Regions from separate parts of the Callithrix jacchus genome. Here regions 1 and 2 are each linked to region 3. Evidence: chromatin contacts called from public Hi-C data. All regions are on one chromosome and are shown on one strand. The core of a region is the stretch at or near the end of the contact, and the rest is flanking DNA. Distances in the headings are between cores, read along the strand shown.

The links. A called contact is a pair of places that touch in the nucleus more often than the background predicts.
Region 1: a Hi-C map of skeletal muscle shows a contact between it and region 3, with 14 times the contacts expected there. The contact joins two enhancer-like sites. A contact is called at or near these places in 2 of 3 Hi-C or Micro-C datasets (both in skeletal muscle).
Region 2: a contact with region 3 is called in a Hi-C map of skeletal muscle, with 7 times the contacts expected there. The contact joins two enhancer-like sites. A contact is called at or near these places in 3 of 3 Hi-C or Micro-C datasets (induced pluripotent stem cells and skeletal muscle).

The regions. Positions count from the first base shown.
Region 1 is chr10:21,837,304-21,841,246 of calJac240_pri, forward strand. The region is part of intron 2 of LOC108593745 (a long non-coding RNA gene); the gene reads right to left. Among named protein-coding and RNA genes, the nearest start is that of BLID, 99 kb to the left of the region's middle. Within about 2 kb of position 2,393, at least 4 of the 16 cell types and tissues checked have an H3K27ac peak or open chromatin away from gene starts, as enhancers often do. A contact at or near this core is called in skeletal muscle, where this site is marked.
Region 2 is chr10:22,129,359-22,133,622 of calJac240_pri, forward strand. No RefSeq gene overlaps it. Among named protein-coding and RNA genes, the nearest start is that of UBASH3B, 150 kb to the right of the region's middle. Within about 2 kb of position 2,448, at least 2 of the 16 cell types and tissues checked have an H3K27ac peak or open chromatin away from gene starts, as enhancers often do. A contact at or near this core is called in skeletal muscle, where this site is marked.
Region 3 is chr10:21,310,869-21,315,124 of calJac240_pri, forward strand. No RefSeq gene overlaps it. Among named protein-coding and RNA genes, the nearest start is that of SORL1, 190 kb to the left of the region's middle. Within about 2 kb of position 1,958, at least 13 of the 16 cell types and tissues checked have an H3K27ac peak or open chromatin away from gene starts, as enhancers often do. A contact at or near this core is called in skeletal muscle, where this site is marked.

The DNA of each region.
Region 1 (3,943 bases), core at 1,143-3,642, 530 kb after region 3:
TCAGGTCTGCCGCCCCGGCTGCACTCTTTGTTTTCCCGCAGATTCCGTTCTCTGATGGTGGTCCAGAGCACCAAGGACACCAACTGCCATGGCTGGGATTGAATGACCTCCCTGGGGTGGCTAGGAACCCCCACCCCCATAGTGCCAGCCCAGTGGGCAGGATACCCAGTGGAAACAGGCCATTACTAACAGGCCTGCCATTTCAAAACTGCGTCTTTCTGGGAAAATTGACTCTCAGAGTTTCCCACCCTGGGAAGGTACTAACTGCAGCAATGAAGTGAGAAATAAGAAGCTAAATTACCATGCAGCAGCCAATAGTTGTTCCCCAAGTCCCAGAAAGTGACTTCATGCCTTTCAGCTTCAGTTTTCCCACCTGGCCAATGGGGCTGGCTAGAACAATCTGTTGGAACTCAAAAAGTAGCTGCTGGGAGAGAATTTTCAGCACTAGTTGGTTTATTCTCTTTGAACCCAAATGTATCAGATCTGATGCATCAAACACCAGTTCTGCAGCTCCCTGAATGTTAGAGCACCGAGGCTGCTTCATGGACCATGACCCTTGGATGCAGATAGGATTCCTTCTTTTACTCTTTCCCTCCTAAATTTACAAGAGGCTGTGCCAGCAAGGTGACAAGCTGTACATGGAACAGAAAACGGAGCCCCTTTAGGCTGCCAGGCTTATAAGACATTTCCTATGGGACAGCAGCATTTCCCAGATGACTCAATCCCAAAGGACTGAAAGGAGTTTCTATGATCTGAGGATGTTTGTACATCAGCTAGTCTAGCTTTCCACCTTTGCTGGAATATGCTGACTGCATTTATTCCTCTAGATATCACCCACCCAATAGTAAGATTCAGTACAAGCACCACCTCCTCCAGGAAGCCTTCCCTGACTACACAGCTTGAATTAGTGCCCCTTCATATTCTCCCACAAAACCCTGGGCACACTTCTCTCTTAGCAATCAGAAAATTATATTGAAATTGCCTGCTTGTTTGTCTTTCTTCTTGGCGGCCAGGTACTATATACTCTTTTTAACTCCAGCATATAATACAGTGCTGGCATGATGCAGGAGTTTAATAAGCATTTATTGAACTGAATGTTTGTGTACCTCTCTCCAGAATATTTACTAACATAAACCCCCATTTTTATTTTGTAAGGGGACCCCATAACCTCTGCTCTCAGGAAGTTCTATCTCATATCTAACTCAGTTTTTGTAAGGGGACCCCATAACCTCTGCTCTCAGGAAGTTCTATCTCATATCTAACTCAGTTCTCTCCTGCATGCATATGCTTTTCTTTTTTCACACCTTGGGAGACCACGGCTGGTCACTATCCTGATTCTTATCAGAGTGATCATAGAAATCACAGCACTCGCTCTTCATCGTTTTTCTCTCTGGGGTAGCTTTATTTTTTCGGTCTTAAGTCAGGAATAAACTTTCACAGGCTCAACTCTGACATTTTTTTTCTTTTAACAGACAAATAGAAAAGAACTTCCAAGAAGGATTTTGACCAGATAGGGTCTGCTCCTTTTAATAGGATGTGTGAAGCACCTATGTGTGCCAGGCTGTGTGCGATGGAGAGGGAGCAAATGTGTAAGTCCCTGCCATCAAGAGATCTTCAACGTAAAACAGAGAATAACGGAGGTACTTAATTTAACTAATAGAAAGCAGCACCCCACTTTCTTGGGGCTCCTTGGTTAGAATTACCAACTTTTGTGAGTTTGCAGAAAAGTCCAGCGTGCTCAAAAGCAAAAGGCAAAGATTCCCATTTCTGAGCAACTTGGGAGAAACTAAGCCCAGTCAGGGAACACGTTGGGGAGTCCCTTAAAGGATCAGTGTCATGTGTCTGTTGACATTTCTAAAGAAATCCATCTACTTTTTTTACTGCTAAGGAGAGGCCGGCCTCCACTGGCCACACATTCAGAAAGCTGGCAGGAACCGCTGGTCAGCAACCCCCAATCAAACAGGCTCCCTCTTTCTAGCCAAAGAGCTCAGGGTCTGCGTGACTTGAGGCGAGTCATCCGGGGACATTTGGGATTCTGATCTAGTGAGCCAGTAAAGGCGGTACAGATAAGGCCCAGACAGAAATCTGGCAGGCTAAGTAACATCTGGTTGGTCTGAGGTTTGGACTCTGGCTGGGGCTGGGAGCCCTGGGCTGGTGACTGGCGAGTCTGCATTTGGAGTTGGTGACAGCAGGTGGCGCAGGAGAGCAGAAACCAACCCTCAGTGGGTCCTGAAAGAAATCCTGGTGTTAATGCCACCCCAAACCACAGCCAAGCAAAGTAAAGGTGACCATGTTGTCCTCACAGTCCTGAAAAAGACAAACTGCACAGAGGGAGCATGGAACCATATACAGGCAATTCTCAGGTAAAGAAAAACCAAGGTAGGTCATCAGAGATCTAGGTAAAATCCTGGGTTGGTCAAGGACTTCCGAACTTTAGGAAATGCGCAAGGAAAATGAAAGAGAAAAACAATACGTAACATTAACTTCAGGAGCAATATTAGAGTTCCTACAGCTGAAAGGCTCAAACCACTTTGAACCCTAAGATAGCTGATAAGCCAGGTATAATTCTTCAAATGGTCTCTCCTCCCCCTCCCAAGCAACAGAATGAAAACAGAAAATTCACAACAAAAACCTCACCTATTCCAGTTAGTATATCTTTGAAAATCAATATTTTTAAACAAAAAAAAAAAGGAAATGTTATCTCCACATTAAACTAGCAGAAGGTACTGTCTTCATGCTCCTATCCCTGCATAAGTTTGCCTCCAAAGCATATCACTGGGGGAAGAAGGGAGAAAAGCTCCCCTCCAATAAATATCCAAGGTTCTTCAGTTTCTGTGGCCAAAAGAGACAAAAAGCAGGCTCCTACTTATCTACTTACACAACATCATAAGTTGAGGAATTTTGAGCAGCTGATTCTAAAACCTAGAATGAAAGCAGTACACACAAGATATGAGACAACCTCTCTCCTCCAAAAGATAACATGCAAAAGCAGTAGACTGCTGAGATATGCAATAGAGAAACTTCCCTCATCCACTTAAGCAGCAGGGAATGCAAAGAATATTATTTATTTTTCCATTTGGTTTACTTTCATGTTGTTACCTCTCTCATGGGAAGTAGATGCCTAAGCTCTGATGTATATAAATCAATTTTCAGTGTTTACTTAAGTACATATACATACACTGTAGCAAAATGTTGCTTTGCTTGAAAAATCGCTGAAACATTTGATGTGTTTGCTCTCAATCAATATTCTGCAAAAAGCATCTGGGTTTGCTGCTCTACTAGGACAGTAGACAAGTCTGGAGTCTTTTCCAAGAGCTACCTGCCACTTGCCAGCTCTATGGGGCTCCACATCACAGTTGTCCCAGCAGTAGAAAGTATAAGGGCTATGTGATTTAGGCTCCAACAAAGCGTGAGGACAGAACAGAGAAAGGCAAGGTGCATTCCCTCTGGATGTGACCGGAAAGGCTTCACGGAGAAGGACACTGCCGTTGTTTGACTACTCCGTAACTTTGGACATTTTTTTTTTTTTGCCTGAAATGCCATGCCTCAACACCCACCATCATCTTTTTGGGGAAATTTCTGGTTTCCTTCAAAACTAAGTTCTGATTTTTTCTAGAGTCCTCCCTGACATTGACTTTGCCCCTTAGAATTCCTATACAAATCTTATTCCAAATACATGGCACAGGAACGATGCTCATGTCTTTGTTGTCTTTATTATAATGTTCACTCACCAGCCAGGAGACTCCTTTTTTTCCGCTTTTTAATGGTCTCCTAGATACCTCTCCCCACATCTCCTAAGTAGAGTTGCCAGATAAAAACAGAACTACCCAGTTCATTTTGCATTTTGAATAAACAAGAAATAATTCTTTTTTAGTGTAGTATGTCTCAGATCCTTTGTGTGTCATATTTTCATTTGTTAACTATGGCAGTCTTACTCTTGAGA
Region 2 (4,264 bases), core at 1,198-3,697, 820 kb after region 3:
TTCATCCATTGGTGGACAATCAGAGTGATTCTATATCTTGGCTGCTATGAATAATGCTTCAATGAACATGAGGGTGCAGATATCTCTTCAAGAAACTGATTTTATTGCCTTTGATGGCAGATGGAGGATTGCTGGATCATACGGTAGTTCTATTTTTTTATATTTTTTTTTAGAAAACTTCATGCTGTTTTCCATAATAACGGTACAAATTTAAATTCTCACCAATAGTATACAAGGGTTCTCTTTTCTCCACATCACACCAACACTTTTTGATTATAGCCATCCTAACAGGTGTAAGGATGGTTCAGGTATCTCCTCGCCATACATGCATTATTGTCCACTTTATTAACATGCAACTTTAAGAACCAGCAGTCTGTTCTTTTCAGAATGACTAAAGGTCCCCATACGTACACAGAGCTTTATATTTATGAGACCTGGACCTACACTGATATGTAATACATAATATAACATAATAGACCAAAACATTTATATTTCTTTATATTTAACTAAAATTTAAAATTTATATTCCTTTATATTTAACTATGGACATATTTAAGTATGAAACTTCCTTAATATTTAAATTTTTAATACTGGCTCTAAAGTCAACACTCTTGTACCTGGTGAGGTCAAAATACTATTATTTATTTATTTTTGTTTGTTTTAGTGAAATAATGAAGAATATCAATGAAAAATGTCCAAATACCTGGAAATAAATTGAGTAAAAAGAATAAATTCAGTAATTAGTCTGGGAGTACAAAACAGGGTTGATTTCATTACATAATAGTTTCCAAAGGGAACTAGCTGTCTTCCTTTTGAATCTTGATTAAAGGTGTGCATAGGAAGGATATTCTACTCCATGTACTTCGGGGATTTCTTTCCATGATTTGGTTTCCCTTGAGTAATTGGGATGATTAACTGGGCTGCTTTCTTTTATAATTGTCCTGAAGCTCTTTGTATTTTGCAAAACTGCTTTGCAATTTTTTTTTTCATAGGATGTACTTAAAAATGAATCCATTAGGTGTAGCGGGGCAAGCACAGCTCAGAAAGGTCATTGTTAGCAATGCCAGAATAAAATAATAGAAAGTCTTTCCATTTTTTTAGAGTGCTCAAAGTGCTTTTCTCAAAATATTTGCATTTCCAAAACTCAAACATGTCCAAAAGAACAGTGAACTTAGCTTTTCTTCTTTGGATTTAGAATAGGGTTGTCAGATAAAATACAGGATGTCCAGTTAAATTTGAATTTCAGATAAACAATGAGTATTTTTTTAGTATAATTAGGGCCCGTGCGATACTAGGAATTCTAATAGTTCTGCCTTTTTATTTGCTAAATCTGGGAATCTTGGGAAGATAATATTATTCATCCCAGAGCTGTATGAACTTTGGGCAAGGAACTTAATTGTTCTGGGTTGAAATTTCCTCATCTCTAAAAATAAAATGTTGTGCTACCAAAATTGGAAGTACATTTTATTTCTAACTAGGCTATAAGACAATATCTTTTTATCATGCAAGATTTACCTAGAGGTATGGGTCATGCAGAGAGTGCCCCATTTGAAGTAAGAAGGATCTGAGTTTGATCTCACCATTAACTATGTGATCTTAGGCAAATCACATTCTCGAAGTCTCAGATTCTTTATCTAAAAAACTGGGGATAAGATACTTACTACAAGGAACAAATTAGTTAATATGTGTAGAAGTGTTTCGGGCCTAAAGAGATTATGACTTACTAGGAAGAAGTTACTCTCAAGCAATGTAAAATGAGTTATTAGCTAAGTCGCATGGCCAGAGCTCTGTTCTCCTGCATGACTCAAGCCAAGTTTTCAAGCTCAGGTAGGTTCTAAAAAAGGTACCCACCGGCAGTCATCTTGCTATCTTTGCTCTTTGTACTTTAGAAGACTTATGGTTCAAGTGTCGGCTCTATACCTCAGTTTCTTCAAATAGCAAATGAGCAAAAAATAATACCCACTGCACGCATGTATCGTGAGAGCTGAATGTGAAAATATACAGAAACGCCTGGCACACAGAGTTTCTCACTAAAAATGTCAGTTCCTGGTCTTCTGTACGGTTCTCTTGGACACCTCAATCAAAGTCTGCTCTGGGTACGGGTCACTGGTAAGCGGGTGTGTTTAACGAGTGAGCTGCTGTTTCCGTTCCCCTTTTCTATGTAGTTTTGTTGTCAGAGCCCTGCAGAACTAGGAAGGCCTCCTCCAATCTCCAGACCTGCCTCTAGGAGGGAGCCTGAGACACCTAACACATTTTGTATCTTTGATCTCTAGGGACTCAGAAGACAATAATAACCTTCCCTAACCTCAACCAGATTCAAACCAGAAAGTGGCAGGAGAAAAGTTGCCTTGACCCAAAGGGGCATCCAGCTTCTCCCATTCCAGACGCAGGATAATGCAATCCAGACCACACGAAATTTCCCGTATTTGATGACTGCCTCAGCCCTCTCAGCACAAGGCTTTCCAGTCTCTCTCCCTCTTGCTCAGACAAAGCTCTCCCTCAACCACATAATGTGACCAGGCCAATCCCTGGAGACAGGGAGATGTCTGCACTAGGGAACTTCCAAGCTGCCCAGGGGATGGCGAATTCACTCTTGGCAGAAGCCAACTTAGAAATGGCATCACGGTGCTTTGTGAACACATCTATGGTGCAACACTGACCTCCAGTGGCCCAGCCAGGAGGAGAACACTGCCCGCGCTGTCTCAGAGCAACCCTGTCCGCCAGGAGGCTGGCGTACAGGATGACAAGCTCTTCCCAGAACACCCATGCACAATATCTTTAAAAGGAGAAAGAGAGCAAAAACACAAGCGCAGAGTTACTCACCAGTTAAATCCAACCGTGACACTCCACCACTTAGAAAACTTATGTGGTTAGTAGTCCCTCTATTGATCACAGAATAAAGTCTGAAATTCTTAGTACAGCAGACAGAGTTCTTTAGGATCTGGGTATGACTACCTGTCATTTCCTACAAGATCCTCTTTCATTAATACACACGAGATTTTCTCCTAGTCGCTAAATGGCCTGCTCTACTTTAAAGTAGAGCAGTAAAGAGTTCTCTACTTTAAATGGTCCTCTTCACTTTTCTGCTGGGTATAATTTTTTTTTCTTTTCTTTTTTATTTTGTGTGTGTGTGTGTGTGTGTGTGTGTGTGTTAAGGTCTTGCTCTGTCACCAAGACTGGAGTACAGTGGCACAATCAAAACTCACTGCAGCCTCAACCTCCTGGGCTCAAATGATCCTCTCACCTCAGCCTCCCCAGTAGCTGGGACGACAGATGTGCATGACAGTGCCGGGCTAACTTTTAAAGTGTCTCATATCAAAAACTGCCATCTTAGTGATACTTTCAGTGTTATCTGTCCTTACCACTGTAAAATTAATTTTGTTTTCAAAACATACAGCAAGTGGAGTTAAAACCGATCCATGTATTTATTCCAAAAACAATAATGAGACATGTATGATAACGCCAGTCATTGTCCTGGATGTTCAGGATAACATAAAAGAGGCATGCTTTCTGATCTCAGAATGCATATAGACTAGTGGAGAACACATAGAGAAATCATTGCCATAGCGTATGGCAAAGAGCTATGTGCAAATTACACAACTGGCTTAAGAATGTTAAGAATGGAGGTCATCACTTCAGCCTGTGCAAAAGACAATCAGAGACTCTGCTTCTCAACAGTGAGAGGCCTTGTCTGGGTCTTGAACAGTGAATAGGAGTTAACCAGGCACTGTAACCCCAGCCACTAAGGAGGCTGAGGCAAAAGGTTTGCTTGAGGCCAGTTCTAGACCAGTCTGAGCAACATGCAAGACCCCCATCTCTACAAAAAAATGATAAAAATTAGCCCATTGTGGGGGTGAGCATCTGTAGTCCCAGCTACTTGGGAGGCTGAGGCAGGAGGATCGCTTGAGCTCTGGAGTTTGAGGCTGCAATGAGCTATGATCAAGCCACTGCACTCCAGCCTGGGTGACTAAGCAATGAACCATCTCAAGGTGGTGGGGGTGGGGGAAAGGAGCTGGGGAGATGGGACAATTTTCAAAGGCAAAGGAGGAATGAAGCATATTTGAGGCATAAAGTAACTTACACACAAGCAGGAATGTGTTGGAGCCAGGGAATAATCCATCATGGCTGGCACTGAGGTGCTTTGCTGCACGGCAGAGGGATATAAGGCTAGAATGCAGACTGGGATCAGAAGGTAGGATCAAGAGTGTAAAATGTTGGCTATGGAAATGAGGAGTCATTAAAGGCTCCTTAATGAAAGAATGTT
Region 3 (4,256 bases), core at 708-3,207:
ACCAGATTAAAATGATGTCTCATGTTCTAATCTTCTGAGCCTGAAACAGAAAGTGATGTTGATTGTATTGATTTGCATTGTTCCCCTGAAGTAGTAATCTTTCAACACCAGAGCAGAGCAGCTGCAGGTGACCGGCCGGCTTGTAGATGGCTTTGAGGATTCGTTTGCGCCCTAATAATTTAAGAATGTGAGTCCTATGGAAACGAATGTGGCCACTGGGGATATAGCTGGTGGCAAGATCTGTGAGAATCAGGCTAGTTCTTATTTTTTGTCCAGCTGTAAAATAGGAAGGAGGTTTTTTTGGACTCATCCTGTAGACAGTGTTAAGTTCCCAGACCCACTCAAACAGCAGCTCTTTCTATACTTATTTAGTGGTGAAATGGAAAAAGGGACAGATTGGGCTCCAAGGGAGGGCATCCCTTTCCTTTTTGAACTTGGGAGTTTATAGGTAAGTGGGCAAAAATGAGCCTACAGAAGAGACTAACTTCCATGGGGATCAGCAGCATTTGCTCTTCTGGGAACTTCAGATGTGGGCAGCAGAGAGCTGAGGGTGTGTCCCACAGCTGCGTGTAAAGGGAGGCAGTGTGCTTAATGAGGTCTGCAAGCCTTGATCTTTTCATTTGACCCAAATTTTTCTCCCTTGGATTAACCTCTCTGTGTGCTGTTGGGAAGCACTGTTCATCTGGTTGCATCTCAGAATTTTGTACCTGGCCCAGAGGAGATGCCTGGGAGTGGAGTCTAGGTCCCCACCCAATTCTGATTGTGAGTAATGGATGCCGTTTGGATGGGAACGGTAGAGGATTTATCCTTAACGCCAGAGGGCTGGAGGTCAGAGCTGAAGCAGGTTGATTAAAATCGGTTACTCAGGGGATTTGACTACACAGCCCATAACTGGAGAAATCCAGCTTCTCAGAATTGCCCCAATACCGAGGAAAGGTAGATTGGAAGTCTGCAATCCTCACTTTTCCTCTGAACTCAGAGATGTCATTGTCTCAAACACGCACTTGACACTAAGCATACATTTCCTCTGACATATTTGTATTGTTTTTTAAACCGTATGACAAATAGTTGTGCTGAGTGAGTTCCGGGCACCTAGCAGGCAGGCAGTAAATATTTGCTGTGCATCGAAAGAATGCAGTTGGCTAGGCTGTCAGTATGGCTCGGATTCAGAACCATCCCAGCGCTGGGGTCTGAGGCTGAGAGGACTGCGTGTTGAAGGGCTGGTCAAACCCTGCCTGACCAGAATGGTCTCGGTGAATACTGGAACATTCTCAGACATGCTGAGCAAAAGCTACCATCGCAGGCAAGAGGGACGGTGGGGGGAAGTGCAGCTGGGAGTTTTCCTAGAGACGTGGTTCCTTTGTTCTGGTAGACTTCAGCCAGAAAGAACAGCAAAATTTTACTGTCTGCAAACCACCAAGGAGCTACTCCCCTCCCCCTTTACCTCCTGCCTTCCCAACCTGGGAATTCATTTGCTGCTTCTCTCTCCTCCTCCTCTGCCCTCGGACTGTCCCCAGGGACAAAGCTCTTTGTTGTGAACACTCCGAGACAATACGGAATTGCACAGTCCCCAGGGCACAATCGGGGCTGTTCTCCATGGAGAGTGATCGCGCGGGCTGAGACCCCCACCTGTTGATCTCCCCCTTCCCGGGGCGAGCGGCAACCTGCATTGTGCTGGGGACGCACGCGTTTCCACAGCAGGCTCAGCAGATGGTGCTGGTGAGCAAAGCCATTCCCGTCCCTCCCGCGCCCCTCCCCACCGCCAGAGCCTCGCTGGTCTAAAGCAAAAACAGATGTTTTCATCATTTCTGGATCTGGCATGTGACTCGCAGTTCAGCAATGCGCCGACATAACCCGGAGTTGTACGTCCCCTTCATCCCCCGCAAAATAAAAATCTTAAACTTAAACGAGCCTTCCTCCTAGGCGAGCCACTGACACATGATCTGTGTAATCCACGGGGCACATGTTTAATCGCGCTCCAACTGCAACTGCCTTTGCAGCCAGCCCCGGCTCTATAATTGGGAAGTTGTCTTGCTTTCCAGCGAAGACACGGGACAGCCAGACCAGCTATCTTTACACCACGGACTGGGAAGAGGCGCTAGCCTTTTAAAATAGCCCTGGTCTGGCTGGCTGGCGAACCTGTCTGCGTGGGAGCCGGTGAGCGGGGCCAGAACAAAACAGGAAGGCCGGGGCGGCGCGCCCTGTTCCCGGCGCCCTCGGCAGGTGGCAGCATTGGCCCGAGCTGGCCTCCGCCGCTGGCCAGCCCCAAAGCAGGGCCCTTTTACTTTCGGTGGCCTCAAAATTATTAGTTCCAGATGAGTTCTTGCAATTGTAATATTTGGTTTAACCCAATCTGCCCGATTGCGTCAGCGCACGTTCAAATACAGCCGTCTGAAGTCTAACCAGACATCAGAGGCATGTTTCAGGGGGTGTCAACGTTCCTTACCCTTTGAAAGAATTAAAGCAAAACAAAACAAAACAAAAAAGGAGGCTGATTTATCCCAAAACGAAAGAAGGGTGAACAGGCGTGGGGCTAGTGTGCCCGAGAGGGAGCGAGCCGTGGACATTTAGGGAAGGCGTAACAATGGAACTTTGTCCAGGAGGCCCGCTAGAGTGGAACTGGATTTATTTGTTGAACTAGGAAGGGACCTCTGGGTTCTTTGAAGGTTAGAGCAAATAAGCAAAACTGGTGTGCATTTGGTATACTAAGAGCAGAGTCCTTCAAGTCACGTAGGCCGCTATTGTCAGACACAAAACACAGTGCTTCTTGGGCTGGACCTCTGCTTGCCACTTGGCCTGGTGTCCCAGGAAGGGGGCAGAAGAGGAGGGGGCTACCCGTCTTAGCACACAGTTTTTAGGGGCCAAGGATGTAGACTGGGTTTCCTAAGGACAGCAGTCCAGGCCCCAGAGGACCCATTAGAAGACAGGAGCCCTGCAGGCCTTCTGGCGAGTGGACTGGCTGGAATCAAGTGTCTTGTAAACGGCCCTGCTGCGGTTTTACTGCCACACCCTGGAGCCGGACACGAGGGAGACTAGGGACCCATCCTGGTGGTTTCAGGGTTTTACAGATTCGTGAGCTGAAGCTAAATGACTCCCTCTGACCCCCAGGGCAGAGCAGCAAAATGTTCTAAGGGAGCCCAGAAATCCTGCTCCAACCACCAGCCAGAAAAGGGTGTCTGTCTTCTCCCTTAGCGGAGACAGAATAACCTGGCCTTGAAAAGACAGCCTCTGTCAAGCGGTCCTCCATTCCCCTTCCCCCTGCCTGCACCTCACTTTTAAATCTGTGCTCAAATTCTTCAAGCACCTCTCTCAAGTTTGCAAGAAAGATTCCTGCTAGTCGACTGCAGGGAGCCTGGCCGTTTCCCTGCAGGTCTCTGGCTCAACATGGTACTGATCAAAAGCCAGCATCAGTCTGGCAGATGCTTCAAGTCCCGCATGTCGGGAGCTAGCGGCTGGCGCTGGCATCAGCCAGGCAGGCAGACAACGCGGCCATCTTGTTAGATGTGGTTGGGGCCTCGCTCGTCCCTTCCCTGCTGCAGGGGCCGCCCCACTGTGTGGGGGAGGCATAGGAAAAATGGTGGGACCGCCACATATCTGGCCCAGTGCCTCCATAGTGTGTAGGGACCCAGACTTCCTGCTCTCCTCCTTTCAGTCAGAAAACTACATGTGTCCCTGCAGTTGGTTGGGAAAGTGCTGATTGTCTTGATGGGAGCCTCACCCTGATCCTAAAGGGGGCTTGGCCCTGGGGGGAAATAGGCAAGTTAGGCAGACAGGTGAGTACAGTGGTTCAAGGCCTGTGTGTCTGAAATGGCTGAGGAATTCCTTTTCATTGCTTCACTTACTTTGCTCCCTTCTGACAATCAGCTTTTGGACGTGCTCTAATCCAGAAATTCTCAGTCCTGCCTACTTAAGAATTGCCTGGACCCTGCCACCAGAGCTGCTGAAATCACAATGAAAAGGGGTTGGAGATGGGGTCACCTCCTTCCCAGGTGGTTATATACAGCTAGAAGGAAACAAACAAACAAAACACTGCATTTCTTTTTTTTTTTTAATTGTACTTTAGGTTCTGGGGTACATGTGCGTCATGCGGGATTGTTGCATAGGTACATACATGGCAATGTGGTTTGCTGCCTTCCACCCCCCATCACCTATATCTGGTATTTCTCCCCATGTTATCTCTCCCCACCCTCCCCACCCCCTTGCTGTTCCTCCCCTGGTCCTCCCCAACTGACTGCAGTGTGTGATGCTCCCCTCCC